Regions from separate parts of the Zea mays genome. Here region 2 is linked to region 1. A link is a contact called in public Hi-C data. All regions are on one chromosome and are shown on one strand. The core of a region is the stretch at or near the end of the contact, and the rest is flanking DNA. Distances in the headings are between cores, read along the strand shown. Region 1 holds the start of LOC103650339. Region 2 has its middle 91 kb from the start of LOC103652077.

The links. Hi-C and Micro-C count contacts between places; a contact is called where the count stands out from the background.
Region 2: a Hi-C map of tassel shows a contact between it and region 1, with 2.3 times the contacts expected there. The contact joins the enhancer-like site here to the promoter of LOC103650339 in region 1. A contact is called at or near these places in 2 of 25 Hi-C or Micro-C datasets (ear and tassel).

Annotation. Positions count from the first base shown.
Region 1 is chr3:101,761,608-101,769,005 of Zm-B73-REFERENCE-NAM-5.0, forward strand. LOC103650339 reads right to left here and starts at 3,973. Exons shown (of 2, transcript NM_001374176.1): 1 at 3,627-3,973; 2 at 3,007-3,525. The coding sequence starts at 3,926. The coding sequence ends at 3,196.
Region 2 is chr3:101,901,419-101,908,816 of Zm-B73-REFERENCE-NAM-5.0, forward strand. No RefSeq gene overlaps it. Among protein-coding and RNA genes, the nearest start is that of LOC103652077, 91 kb to the left of the region's middle. Within about 2 kb of position 4,518, at least 16 of the 20 cell types and tissues checked have an H3K27ac peak or open chromatin away from gene starts, as enhancers often do. A contact at or near this core is called in ear and tassel, where this site is marked.

The sequences.
Region 1 (7,398 bases), core at 2,723-5,222:
AGAACTATATATATATACTAAATATGATCAACTTGTTGCTTAGCATTTTGTATAACTTGAGTTTGACATAACCCTAGATTAGTATCAAAACTTAGGGTTTATAATATTTATACTTAACTAGTTTCTGGTTCTCTAGGTAAAACAACTCCAAACAGGCTCAAATTTTTACCAGGAGCTATTCTAAGGGCATATCATCTTTCGACAAAATTTTATGATTTTTGGACCTATGGTTTTATTTCTAAAATTCCTTAAAGCCTTCCAAGGGTACTTTTAAATAACTAGAAATTTACTTGATGCTGCAAAAATCTTACAACTAATTTTATCAAAAGTTACACAATTTGGTGGACTCTACAAAATTGGTTTCACTATTTTATTATTTTCCTACATTTTCTAGTGTAATTTACTAGTTGACAGGATAAAGAAAAAGAAAAAGATTCAACAGTAGCGGGCCGAAACCAATGGGCTTGGCCCATGAATGCAGAGGAAACAACCCCCACACAGGCCGCCCGCGTCCTCATTACAGATTTGCGCTAAGACCCCTAGGTATTCGAATAACCAGTAAAGAACCCCAGGTACTATTTACATGTCTCACTGACATGTGCGCAAACACCCCTGGACTTTTGTTTCTTCACGACTCTAGGTCCTTGACGGAGCCGCGTCGAACACATGGCCGGACTCGTGGTTTCCCGGTGATGGCGACCCCTCCATGAGACAACAAGCACTCGGACACCAAGCGCGAGCCTACCCAAGCATATGCCCTCACTTAATTGGACTGGTCCAACCCTAATTGATGCTTGTTCATGGCCACGACGACGCTAGTGCTTCGGTGAGCGTGTTCCGAACAACCAAACGCGATAGTGTTTAAATTGGAGCTAGGGAGAGTTTCACTGATTCACCAGAGGGCGGGTACATGTGTAAATTTGAATGGAGCGGGTATGGGAAAGTGGGTCAACGGGAGCGCGCTCGTAGACGTGTTTTGCGGCCACGAGGTAAGGTTCTCGATGCCCTATCGTGGTAATATTCAATTGGCTGGGCCGACAAGCTATGTTAACATTCAAGGATGCTAGAACATGACATAGAGGGGAAGGAACGAACCTGGGAACGGTTGGTCACAGCTGGGTGCCTCACAGCGGCGTAAATGACCACGATGGGGAAAAACTGGAATTGGTGAGCTCCGGTGGGTAATTGGAAGCGAGGAAGGGTGCGCTAAGCGTGTAACTAGAAGGCGGATCAGGGAGAGCCTTTAATTTGTAGTAGCTACGTGAGTGCTTTCGGGAATTTGGGATGAAAGGATCTCACGGACGGAAGGGAGGTGAGTCACCGGAGGGCAACTGTCGTGGCGCTCGGTGAGGTAAGGCCCCTGGCGGTAAATGGGCTGTCCACAGCGACCTATTGCGACGTGGTAACTTCTCCAAGCATGTCGCATCCTCGAGGCGAGCGGAGGATGCCAACGAGGACATTCCGGCCGGTCGCAAAACAAGTGGTTACGGTGGCTAGCTCACAAACTTATCCGTAGTCGCAATCTTTTCACTTGATCGGTAATATTCGTGTTGATCCGTGCACGAATTTTCACGGCAAGCTCGAATCGTGGCGCCCGTTCACCGGCGGCGAGGTACACTGCACCAGAATCTTCTTCAGTGTACTATACCATGGCAATGTTAATTCAGCGCGCCTGACAGGGCCATTTGAGAGTCATTTCTCTTCGACTTTCGTTCAACAACCTACCAAGCCGACCATAGCAAAGTTGTTGTCCATCATGTCTGCTTTAAATTTGTTATAGGGTTCTTGTTCATACCTCCACTCGATCAAGCACAATTCAGCTCTCAAGTTGATCTAATGCCACTGTCAGTCTAACCTTCAGGCCAAACCCCGACTGATAGCCCAACTTCCAGGCCATTTTGCTCCAATTTTTGTACAACTCTAGGGCTCACTCCCTTAATCAAACTTGGACTACTTTAATAGCTCTACAAATTTGTTGTAGTGCCCCATTGCAAAATCCCCACGGATCAAAATTCATCACAATATCACTATTTTTCAGAGTTAAGCATTTAGGTGCCTTTGGGACCTTTTTGCAATTTTCTCCAATTTGTTCCATAAATCATGGAAATCTCCAAATATAAAAGTTGCCTAGTTTTTGTTACTCCACTACTTTGATATATGCACTTTGGTCCAAAAGTGCATAAAAATTGGAGTCACCTCATAAGGCACTAATTAGGGTTTCTAGGGTCCTTATTAGGGTTTGAGTGTTCTAGGGTTTATGTACCACTCCAACACTCTAAGTTTAGTCTCTTTTGAACATCTTCACTAACCTTTGAGTTCATAATCAAATTGCTATCTCACACACCCACATGCTTCTAGTCCTTGGGTAAGCACCCTACCCTATGGTTAAGGATCAATTCAAGGCATCACATCACAACTTTTTTTTTATTTTTTACCTAGTGGATGCACTTTAGGTATATCATACATAATGAAATGCTAGTGCAAATGATGTCATGCAAAAGTTTTAGTTTTGGTAACACCAAGGGTGTTACACAAAGGTAATCTCTTTGCCGAGTGTCACCTACAACACTCGGCAAAGGCACCTTCTCCGTTACCAGTCGTCGTGACAGCGGCTTGTCTTTGCCGAGTACCGAGTGACACTCGGCAAAGTCTTTGTCGAGTGCCCGATAAAAAGTACTCGACAAAGAAGCCGTTGACGATGTACAGTTCGCCGATCTCTCTTTGCCAAGTGTCATACTCGGCAAAGCCTTCGCTGAGTGTTTTTCAGACACTCGGCAAAGAGCCCGATTCCGGTAGTGGTAGCGTGTTGCCGGTACTTGACCTCGACACCAAACACTAGAAGTGTACTAACTGACAATGCTCTCTACGACGTATGGACGGTCTACAGCATGAGGCCGGATGATCCTTGACCCTGATGCAGGAGTGGGTCTCCTCTGCTCATTTGCGATGGAAATTCGGTGGCCGGGGAAAGGATACTCCCACTCCTAGTGCGATGAACAACAAAGGAAATAAAGTAGATTTGATTGATTTGTTTGATTCGTGCAACCGACCGTACCCCTTTTTATATGCATGCATGATTTCACATTCATACACCCATTACCCAGGTAATAGTAATACTAACCCATGCACCACACAACTCAACTATGGTTTCCTCCTTTCTACAAGCTTCTGCCAGTGGAGCGCGCGTGCATGCGCCTAATGGAGAAGGCTGAGGGTCTCCAGCGGCTTGACGGCGGCACCGAGCCTCGGATAGGCAGGCGGCACAACAGAAGGTGGCAGCGGCTGCACGAACTTGCAGTTGGGGCAGGACGGGGAGGACATGCAGAGCATGACTAGGAGGTGACAGTTGGCGCACGGCACGGCCACCATGTTGCCTCCAGAGAACAAGGTGCCAGCGGGTTTCCCTGGCTCATCCTCGTCGGGAGCTGTGGAGATGTTGAGGTCCACGTTATTCAGGCTCTGCTCCCGGGGTCGAACCCAGCTCTTCTTCAGCGTCTTCCTGTTCAGGTAATACATCCTCCCAGACTGCATGCCAAAAAACAAAAAATACACAATGATGAGAGACAATTAATCATGGCAGGACACTTGTAGGTGATATTTTACTCACAGAGAGTATTGGTACTCACTTGGAGGTCGAGGCACTGTTCCCAGTCGAGAGGCAGGGGGTGGTTGAGCTGGAGATCCAGGCTCGCGGGCGGCTGCTGATGCACCTCCCAGTCCCAGCTGGCCGCCGTATAGTTCTTCCTCTTCTTCCGGGGGCTTCCATGAGACTCGATCGAGGAGCTCTTGGCTGCCAGGCCACCACCGGTTGCCAAGCCCGGCCACACTGGGCCGAGCGACAGCTCCGGCTGCAGCTCTATCAGTCTCCGGCTCCGGGCGGCCTCGTCCTGGTGGAACTTCTTCACCCTGAGGAACTCGGTGGTCATGGCCGGTCGTGGCTGGCCACCACCACACCACGGGTCTATTTATATACGTACATACCAATATATAGCTAGCTAGGAGGAGGAGAGAACTGACAATTGCTGGACTAGAGGGGTAGTAGCACAGCACTGTAGTTTTGATTGACGGGAGGGGTGATGCTCATGCTGAGAGTTCATGCAGGGGAGGGAGGAGGCTTCAATGGCCTTCATCCAACCCGCATTAACGGGAGGGCAGGCCGGCATTGAAGGTGGCGAGTAGCTAGCTAGAGTGACCTTAATAAATGTCGCAAATCTCCCCACGCACCTCCACCTACGTACATGTACACGTCATAATGCCAGCCCAGCCCAGCCCAGGAGAGCCACCTCAAAATCTCTCCTTGTAAGCTGTATGTAGACTGCTGGTAGGATTTGAAGCGCGATCAGCTGCAGCAGAAGCAGAAGCAGGTGCAGCAGGTGCAGCTGCATGGGCAGCAGCAGCGTGGCTGTAAACTGAGATGATGTTGGTGGTTCGTCTGTTCAGAAGGTGGGCACGCAGGAACTGTAACTGAGCTGGTTGGATTAATTGGAGGGTAGCACTAGATCCTGCTTGCACATCGTATACGAGTCACAATTTATCATGCATTACCTCTTGGTCTTGAAACAACAATGCACATAATCTAGTACTGTGCACGCAGGGTAGCTCCTGTCCATAGTGGAAACCGGTGGTGTACGTTGACCAGTTGGAGAAGATTGGAGCTGCGATGCGATGGCCATCCGTATCCGCCATCTCCAACAGTACCTATACACGTACTCTCCTGCTGCTGTCTGTGCTGGCCTCCAGCAGCTCTGCACGTCAGCATCACTGCGTAGGTAAATAATGGCTATGCGTGTGAGCTTGTCCGAGTTAGGAGTAGATGCAACTAGCAGGTCGGTGGTTCATAGACGACGCCACTTGAGTCAAGGAGCAGCATAGGAGAGAGAGAGAGTGGCAGAGCGCGCCCTCCGCCGTGTTATATCGAGCAAAGATGATTAGACAGAATTGATGGTGAGAAAATACTTTGTTATTCAATTTTAAATAACAATAACAAAGGATACCCGCTCTGATTCTTTTCTACCAAACTAGCTCTAAACCCCTCTTACTAAAAAAATGAATAGCAAGGTGCTCCCAAACAAGCGACAAAGATCAGTTTGAGACCAAGAAAATAGGAGGGGTTGAGTCGGCTAAAATCACTTTTAGATCTACTTTGGGAGCAAGGTAGGCTAAACCTAGGGATGGAAAATCCCCACGCATATAACTAACAGGGTGTTTGAATGCACCGGTGCAAACATAAAGTTGACTTATCACTTGCGATTCAAGTTGATCATAAGTGATTGTCAACGGGTAGCACTCTGGGGTAGTCAGAGGACTGACCAAAGTGTGAGATTATGTATGTGCAACCATATCGGTCGGCTTAAGGTGTATATATGTGGAGCACAGAGACGGTGGTCGACGACGAAGGTGAAGATTTTGCGGGTTCGTACCGATGGACCGAGAGCAGTAAAGGACGAGCACTGGGATTTGACCAAGGACCGGAGTCTTAGGGTGACCAGTCGTGGTGGCTGACATCTGGGACACGCACTCGCGCGGTCGAGGACTAGCGGGACACGTGTCTAGAACGTGGGGAGGCAGACGGGGTGCGATACTCACAGCGGTTTTGGTGGTTGAGCCTCAAAACCACCCAGCGCTATAGACGACGGGTTTTCGACTCGGCTTGGCCTTAAAACCCAGCGATGGCAGTTTTGGTGGAAACTGGAGGCGGCACGTGGTGTGATCACGGAGGGTACCTCAAGGCGAAACAACTTCGAGTGAAGTGCATGGCCATCAGACGAAAACTCCAGGAGTTTGTCCATTTCACACCCAGTGGAGTGGATAGACTTTATGTAAATAGGGTTAGATTAGGAAATAGAAATAACCCTCTATAAATAGAGATGAGCTCTGATTAGTTTAGTATCTCTTTGTCTTAGTTTCATTTGACTCTTATTTTAGAACTATAGATGGCCAATAAGCACGAGGCCCATGAGCCCGGCATGAAGCCCGTTGTTTGGGTCCGATCCGAGCCCGGCACGACCCGGTTCTATGCGGGTCCGAGCAGAAAACTAAGCACGGTGGGCTGGCCCGGCACGTCCTGTTTACCTCGAAGCCCGTCAAGCCTGCTTTTTTGCACTAAACCGTGCTTACCGGGACGGCCCGATCCGTTTAGGCTCGCTTCAGGCCGAGCTTGGACAAGGAAACGAGCCCGCGGGTTTAAATGGCCCGGCCTAGTTTTCTAACCGTGCCTGGCGGGCCGGGCCCAAAACAGGACGGGCTTCATCGGGCCCTGGCGGGGCTGGGCCGGGAGGCCCGTTTGGCCATCTCTATTTAGAACTCCTAGTTTTTGAAGCGTGCCAATCCTCTGGGACTCAAATGTGATACAATTACTAGTCCCAAGAGGCTAGTAAACACATTTATACATCAGATGATTCTAAATCTGCTTAAACGAGACAAACCTATAAAGGTGGCGAACAACTTTAAGAGTTGGTCCACAACTCGGGACATATCATCAGAGTGGGGCTGAAGCAGCCCGATATACGCAGCGAAGCAAATCAGCGGTCCAACAGCCACAGGCAAGGTTGGGAACAGTCGTAACTCTTACCCGATCTCATTTTTCTGAAAAACAACAAATAAGCAATGGTGAGTACAAACGTACTCAGCAGCCCACCTTCACCCGCGGAATGGGGAAATCAGATATAATGCATGGAATATGTGGAGCTCAGGATATTTTGCAGAAACAACAATATTTTATGCAGTGTTGTTTTGTAAAACATTTTGTATTTTGCAAAGCGCATCCTCTCCCAAAGGAGCAGGAAGTTTTTCAATATTAGCACAAAATACCCTGGACTAAACCATCCAGGTATCTCAACAGTTTCCCACTGGTTTTCATTTTCAAAAACAGCTACTGGACTTCCCGTCCACCATAGCTCACGGCTCAACCGCCGGACCTTTTAAAAACCACTTTTCTCAAGCGCACCTCTTTTTTTTAAAACAAAACATTAATTGCCATACCACACCAGACTCGTCCATTCCTGTGGACACAGACTATTCGAATAGGTTTGAACTATGCGTAGAGGGGTACACTTTACCCACTAGTCCGGCTCTGCGATCTAATGATCAATGAGATCCGAATCTCTTTCTTTCCCCGCACGTCCTAACCTTAACGGTTATACCGGAAGGAGTCAGGCCACCATCATGTCCAAACCGGACAAAACATTCCCCCTCCTTATCCTCCCGGTGCTCCCCAGCCTTCATAACCCTGGGGTTGGACTGTACGAGTTCAGATTGAGTGACTGCCCACACAGTCTCGAGTGGTTGTACTTATCATGAGTACATGTAGTGAAAGATGACAAACCAGTCCTTATATGAGGGGACAATCCTTGTGCTCACGCCTAAACCAGCTGAGCCTTCACCTTAGGCCCTCCCCTA
Region 2 (7,398 bases), core at 3,268-5,767, 140 kb after region 1:
AAATCTATGGGGACTAAACAGCCTTTTCCCCTTTAAGTAGGTTCCTTTTTCCGCCATTTAGTCGAAGCTCCCCTGCGTGTAGCTTCGGAGCAATTTTAACCTTCGTCACGGTCATGTTCTTCTCATCGTGTATGCTTTTATCCTGAGTGCGAAGGTACCTGTCCATAAGCCATGCTTGGAAGACATTGTTAAATTACGTTTTTGAGGACCTTCGGAGGACGAAGTCCCCCAACAATGGTAATATCAGAATTATTTTGTAGCTTCTAATGATCTATCCTAGCATCAACACTTAGACCTTTTAACTCATTATTGGGAGAGAGGGACAAGGTTCTAAAGTTGTATCTGTTCAACTTTTTTTGGCACCATGTCACCATGTCACCATGATTTTTTGCAATCCTATTTATGTTTATCTTACATTTTGGAACTAGTTGATGAAGTTTAGATAATATTGAGAATACAACCTATTGCATCTACTATATAAGCTTATTTCTCTCAGTTGCTACTAGTTTCTTTCATCATCCAACTACAACACATTCAATTTGTGTTATTCCAAATACATCGTATGGTGTATGTATATCTGATCAATATTATTTTTCGAGTCCTAAATTTACTATCACACTTCTCATACGAGTGTTCTTTCACCAGTTGGTACTCTTACACCTTATTCCTTTCTTATTTTTGTATTCTAAAGTCATTGTTAGGTAGGGAATATGTCACATTTTTTTGATATCTTTTGCACTCCATTCTATTTTAAGTTTTTAACCATTGACTTTTATGTTAACCTCATTGCAGCCTTTGCAGGCACTTCCTATATTTCTTGATAGGATGTTTCATCATGTTCTTGTTGTAATATTGTCAGTGACATTTATTCTTGCCTTTGGAGAGGTATTCATCTAATGTCTAAAATTTACTATTTGCTCATTGTGTGGTTTGACTGATAGTGATTGTGTGGGAATCTCATACTTCCCCGTGCTCTTCGCAAGGATCATGTCTCAGCTCAGACTAGGGCTCATGTCGATTGGCCTATTGTAGCAGCACATGCATTTCAGGAGACATTGAAAGTATAAAGAGGTCGATGGAAGAAAATAATAACCACCTTCATCAACTATTAAGCTTCAATCGAGGCCTAGTGTGTCCATCTTAAGTGCGATTGACCACTATAGGACCTGCAATCTTATGGCTGCTATAGTAGCTAGTTACAATATGCTTAATATTTAGTACTTTGAGTTGAAGTTATAGGATTTTCTTTGTAATTGAAGTTAAAGGATTTGTAGATATATGTTTTGACGTTATATGATTCTCTGATGGATGAAATATTTGTGTTCGACATATTAATATGATATTTTGGTTGTGATGTGTAATATTCCATGATGATATGAATTCATACGATGTGATGACGATTATATCTATCACAAATGCTTCGCCATGTCACTTGCCACGTTAGCGGCCACTGCCTCTCAATTTACGACGAAATTCTTCGTCACAACAATTTTTCCACGTGATCAAATCTATGACAAATATTTCTGTCATAAAGGTTTTGCCATGTCACATCCCACGTCATCACCATTAGCCATGTGGCAATTCATGTCAGTATGAATTGTGACGTTTTCAGAGTGCCTTATGACAAAATAGAGTGTCATAGATTTAGTGACGAATCTAATGTACGTCATAAAATCAATGACAATTTTTTGATGAACGTCATTGTAGTCTATTTAACACGCACCTTCTGTGACGATGACCTTTTCGTCACAATAATGTTACCAAAATACAATCTATGACAAATAAACACTAGTTAGTGACATAATCACAATGTCACAGAAGGCCTAAAAGGTTGTAGTGATGCTCCTTCCAATGTCAAACCTAAAAGGAAGAAACAATTGATGAAATGGTTGAAAAACTTAAAGTTCCCAGATGGTTACACCGCGGGCTTTAGAAGGTATGTGAATTTGAAGACAGGCAAGTTTTTCGGGTTGAAGAGTCATGACTACCACATAATAATGGAAAGACTCCTTCCTGTTATGTTTCGTGGTTTTGTAAAAAAGATGTGTGGAAAGCATTAGCGGAGCTAAGCTACTTTTATAGACATCTTTATGCTAAAGAAATAAAGAAAGAGATGATGGAGAAGCTTGAGCAACAAATACCGGTTTTGGTATGCAAACTTGAAAAAATATTTCCTCTAGGTTTCTTTAATCCGATGCAACATCTACTTGTTCACCTACCAGATGAAGCTAATGTAGGTGGTCCTATGCAGTATAGATGGATGTATCACATCGAAAGGACACTAAAGAAGCTACGTGCAATGGTTGGTAATAAGAGATGAGTTGAAGGGTGCATTGCTGAAGAATTCAAATACAAAAAGATAGCATTGTTCACGGGCCTGTACTTTGCAGAGGAACACAATGTCAATGCCCCTGCGTTGCGGTATCATGTCGACGAGCCCCCTATCAGTGATCTTGAAAATTTTCAATGGAGGGGCAAAACTGTAGGACCCAGCACAGCATACTGTTTTACCAATGACGAATGGAAGACTGCTTTACTCTACATGTATAACAACATGGAAGAGATGAGTCAGTTTCTCCTATAAGTGTAAACTTAATTTTTAGTCATTGTCGCTATCCTTGTTTTTCTTATCCTAAAATGTTTGTTTCCTTGTACTAACAGTGAATTTGATTCTCAAAATTAGATGTCTGGTCGTGAACGTGATCAGATTCATCGAGAGGGAAAAGATGGGGGACCTAATTTCTTGTGTTGGTTTGGAGATTATGTAGATATAAATGAAAATATACACCCGGACCTTCGACAATTGTCCCTAGGAGTAGTATCTGTCAGACGTTATGGTCGGTATGATGTCAATGGTTTTCGTTTCCGTTCCACAAGGTTCAAAGATGCTCATTCTCTAGTAGCCACAACAAATTCCGGAGTTGTAACTAGAGCTGTCGATGATGAGGTGTAACACCCAAAATTCTACTTTAGAAATTATAAGTAAAAATGTCCCAAAATGAATATTTCCTAAAATAAAAGATACATAGATATTAAATTATTTTTGGATTGGAATATACATAGAAGAATTATGAGTTAAACTTTTCTTTTGGGATAAAATAATAGGAGAAATTCTCTAGATAGGTCGAGATAAAACTACCCTTTAGTATAAAATTATGTAATAGTAGATGAGACATATGATTTAAATATATAATAACAAGAAGATTTTTTATGTGTTTTAAAACAAGTGCGATATTCCTTTCATTAACTATGTAGTTTAAAATATTCATGAATAAACAAATACAATGAAAATAAATGAAATATTTATGCAAAAACATGTTCTGATGCATTTTCAAAATTTGAGGTAAACTTGAATCAAATTCAAATATGAAATATAAAAATAAAAAGGAATAAAGAAAAAGGAAAAGGAAAAAGCTTAACTTCGCTAGACAGACTTCCTCATCCCTTAGCCCAACTCGGCACACACCCACGCGGCCCAATCCACTAACGCCGAGACCGACAGCATGGGCCCGCTTGACAGTAGAACCACCGTGTCACTCTCCCTGATGGGTCGGGCCTGTTCATCAGAGAGCGAATTCACCCGTGCGTCCGCCCATGCACCTGCTTCTGTCGCGCGGACCCACCCGTCGGTCTCACTCGTGCTAGATCGATTGGTGCCGTCACCGGGCAGTGGGGAAGCCCTGTGATCCCTGCCGCAACCACCACGCTCAACAGATTCACGCGTGCGGTCGAGCGAGGCCGTGATTCTCGCGCGGATCCAGGATTTCGTTGCCGCCACCCTTGGACGACTCGCTAGCATCTATAGAAAACGTTTGGTTTGGTTTGAGGTCAAAGAAAACTCGAAGTTGGATCCCCCTCCTCCATCTATTCGCTGTGTGCAAGCTTCTGCCGCCACCGTGAGAGAGAGCGGAGAAGAGGACTACCGGCGAGGCCTCCTTGTGGTTTGGTCACCTACTCACCTCCAAGCCTTGTTGGTCGTGCCGTCCTGCTTGCCCAGGACCTGGGGAAGGGGTGTGTGACCATAGCACGGGAGTTTTGCCGTCGGGACCCTAGTGATTGCTGGTTGGAGTTGTTGCTCCGTCGCGGTCCCGCGTGTTGTCGTGGCTGGGGTTCGACGTTGTGTATTCACCGTTAATTGCTACCTCCATTCATTCGTCCTACTTCGTATTGTGTATTGCATATGTCCGTCCGTGAATACATGCACCACTGGCACCTATGCACATCACGTTGGCGAGCTCGGGGCGGTGCCTTATTTCTTCCTCCGTGCCGCGCTGTCGGAGGTAGATGAAAGGACGACAGCCGTTGGACGTGTGACAAACGGCCCGAATTAGCCTAAGATGCAGCTCAGGAGCGATTGGTCGGGGCCCTCGAATCAACATCTGATGGTTCTGAATAGATGGGTACTCACTAAATCGTGTCCGTTGATTTCGAATCCGAAGGGCAGCGACGCGTACCGGTTCGACAAAAGTGGGGGATATATTTGGGCCATTGATCGCGGATCCTGTGGCCCCTGTTGCATACTGGTTCGATGTGTGAGTTAGATTTAATCCGAGCCCTTCATTGCAGATCGATTGGCTGAGATCCATCCATACCCTTTCGGCCAGCCCGTTTTGCGTATGAGCCCTTGGACTTTACATAAATCAACCCACCGTCTGGTCAGGTGTAGATTAATTGCGGTTGTGCCCTGGAATTTTATAAAACACACCCTGTGTTCTCGGGTTTTTGTATCCATTACCCAAATATATCCCCAGGCTTATTAAATAAGCCAAAAAATGATTTCTTAGTATGAAAATAATTCGAGAAACTTGTTTAATTCATATGTAATTAATTTTAACTCCTTTTTGATCCATTCCAGTTGCATTAAATTCGCATTAATATTGTTTATTATCTAGTGACATTATTTTGTCATGAAACATAGGTTAAAAATTATGCACTTAATTTGTTCTATATCTAACACCTAAATCTTCAGAGAATCATAACTCTTTAACCGTAACTCTGAATTTAGTAATTCTCGAACCTACGATCTCGTTATGATACATAGAACATTATTATACAATTTGTTCTTATGTTTGGTGTGATGTTAGTTTTGCCTATACCATGTCTGTTTGTATTGCTACGAGTAGCAACGAGGTTACGAGTCGCTTGAAGACCAAGTGGTGAAGTATTTGGGAATCTCGAGTCTAAGGCAAGTTGTGCCCTTGATCACTTTTCTCTACCTAATAATGTTCCTATTAATCACTGTGACATGCTCAGGTTAATTTTGATGGGACCTACTAGGTTTCCCTAGTATTGTTTATCCCACACCTTGCTTACCATTAAACTTTTGGGTAGTATATGCTATTGCTCTACGTGGTTTTGGGATTAATGTTACATTTGAATTATGATCATGTTCCAATTTTGCTATTGTTTTAATTAATGTTGTTCATGACAACATCATTGTGTTAATTGGAACATGGAGCTTAACTTGAGATAACCGTGCTACCACAAGGGTGGAATGGGACGTCCTTGGCTGACTAATTAGGAAAGTTAGTGGAGGACTACCTTAACAGAAAGGGGCAAGGCCGGTAGAGGAGCTGCGTATAGGGAGGTTCTCGGGTCGATCATGCTGCGATGGCTTTTTCGACGCGGAATTCCTATATTCCTCTTCTCAGAAACCATAGCGGGTTTTCTGAAGCTAGTAGAACTTTGTAAATGCCTCGTAGTGGATCCCTAGCCATTCACCTCGAAAGTGTCTAAGGGCCATGCATGTAACACCCAGGTGTTACTTAGGGATTTCACTCAAGCCTACACTATTGAACCCATCATCACATGTGGTTTAGTTTGAGCAAAAGACACCAAACTTGGGGATCAAGATCCTAAGAAGGTGTAACCCATCTTAGAAGTCATGCCTTGGCCTTATCATGCACCTAAAGAGGAGAGAAGGGCTCAAACCCTAATTCAACTTCCTTAGGCAAATGGAGCCCTAGAGGGGAGTATAGCAAAAAGGCAATGTAAACCACATTATCATGACTTGGGCTAATTATAAAAGTTGTAGTACACTTAATACCCTACAAATATTAGTAAGAGAGTGACCCCAAAAAGAATTCAGAAAAACCCTAAAAAGGTCACCAAAGAGAAGGACATAAAAGAAAAATCAGACTTTTCTCACTTTCAAAACCAACCCTCTTTCAAAGATCAAACATGTTCACCTTTTTCCAAACCTCAAAACTGTGGGGCCCAAATAACAAAATGGCGCCTAAAGACCTCTAGAACACCCTGGAAAAATTTGAACCAAACCCTAAGTCGGTTGACATTACTTGACACGGTTTTTGTCTCGGTCTGGACAGCTCGGACAGAGCCAACTTCCCACCCCCATATCTCTCAACCCCGACCATATCTTTGCTTGGAACTCAAATGGAAAAGATAGGATATGGTGCAGAGAAGAGACCGTACACGGGACTTTTGCTGAGATCTGCACGCTAAGGCAACCAAACAGGCCGTTGAACACTGACAGAAGTAAACCACCACATGTTCGACGTGGGCTGGCACTCCGGAACGCTCCCAGAGCATGCCCACAAGCGCACCCCCGCGCGCCCTCGACCGCCCCCGTGCCCACGCCCGTGTCGTGCCCGCTAGTGGCTACAAAGCCCACCCTCATGCACGGTCGCCTTCCCAGTTACCCCCTCCGCACCGCGCCTAACTTTCCCGAGCTCGCCCGCAGCTCCAGCGACCTCCCCGCGACCCGCCAGAGCCGCCCGAGGGCGACCACCGTGATCAAACCAACCCCGCCCACCTCCGCTCGATCCGAGCCCTCAGATAGTGTCGGTGTTTTGGGTCCGACCGCACACCCGGGGTTGCCCCTCAAGGTGTTTTTAGGAGTAGGATGGTGTTACCGACTATAGCTCGATGGTTCGTGCAGGGCGCATGAGAAACTGTGAACAATGGTGTACAGGTTCGGGCCGCTTAGATATGCGTAACACCCTACGTCCTGGCGGGAATGTTTTATGTGGCGGATTACAAGGGGACTCTCTAGTGCAAGGAATGTAGAGAGTTGGGGTAGATGGCTGAGTAGTGAGATTGATCGTTCTGAAGGGGTGCCCCCTAGGCCTTATATACTCGACCATGGGGCATTACATGCAGATATGTTGGCAGTATGCGCCTAAATGATAGTGAACCAATTGAGCCTATCTCCCTATAGTTCCGCCGACCCATCCTCGCTTGGTTCCGTTGCACGGGGTTCCAGCGCGGGAAGATCGGGTCACCGTTGTGATTACTCGCTCGAAGTCAATTGGTTGTCTGGGCTTGCACCAATCTGGCCTTATGTCAATCTTCTTCACCGGTCGTTCCTCCCCAGACCCACGAAGGGATGACCTTACGATTTATTGGGCCCCTGGGCCTTTTGTGTGGTCTTTTATCCTT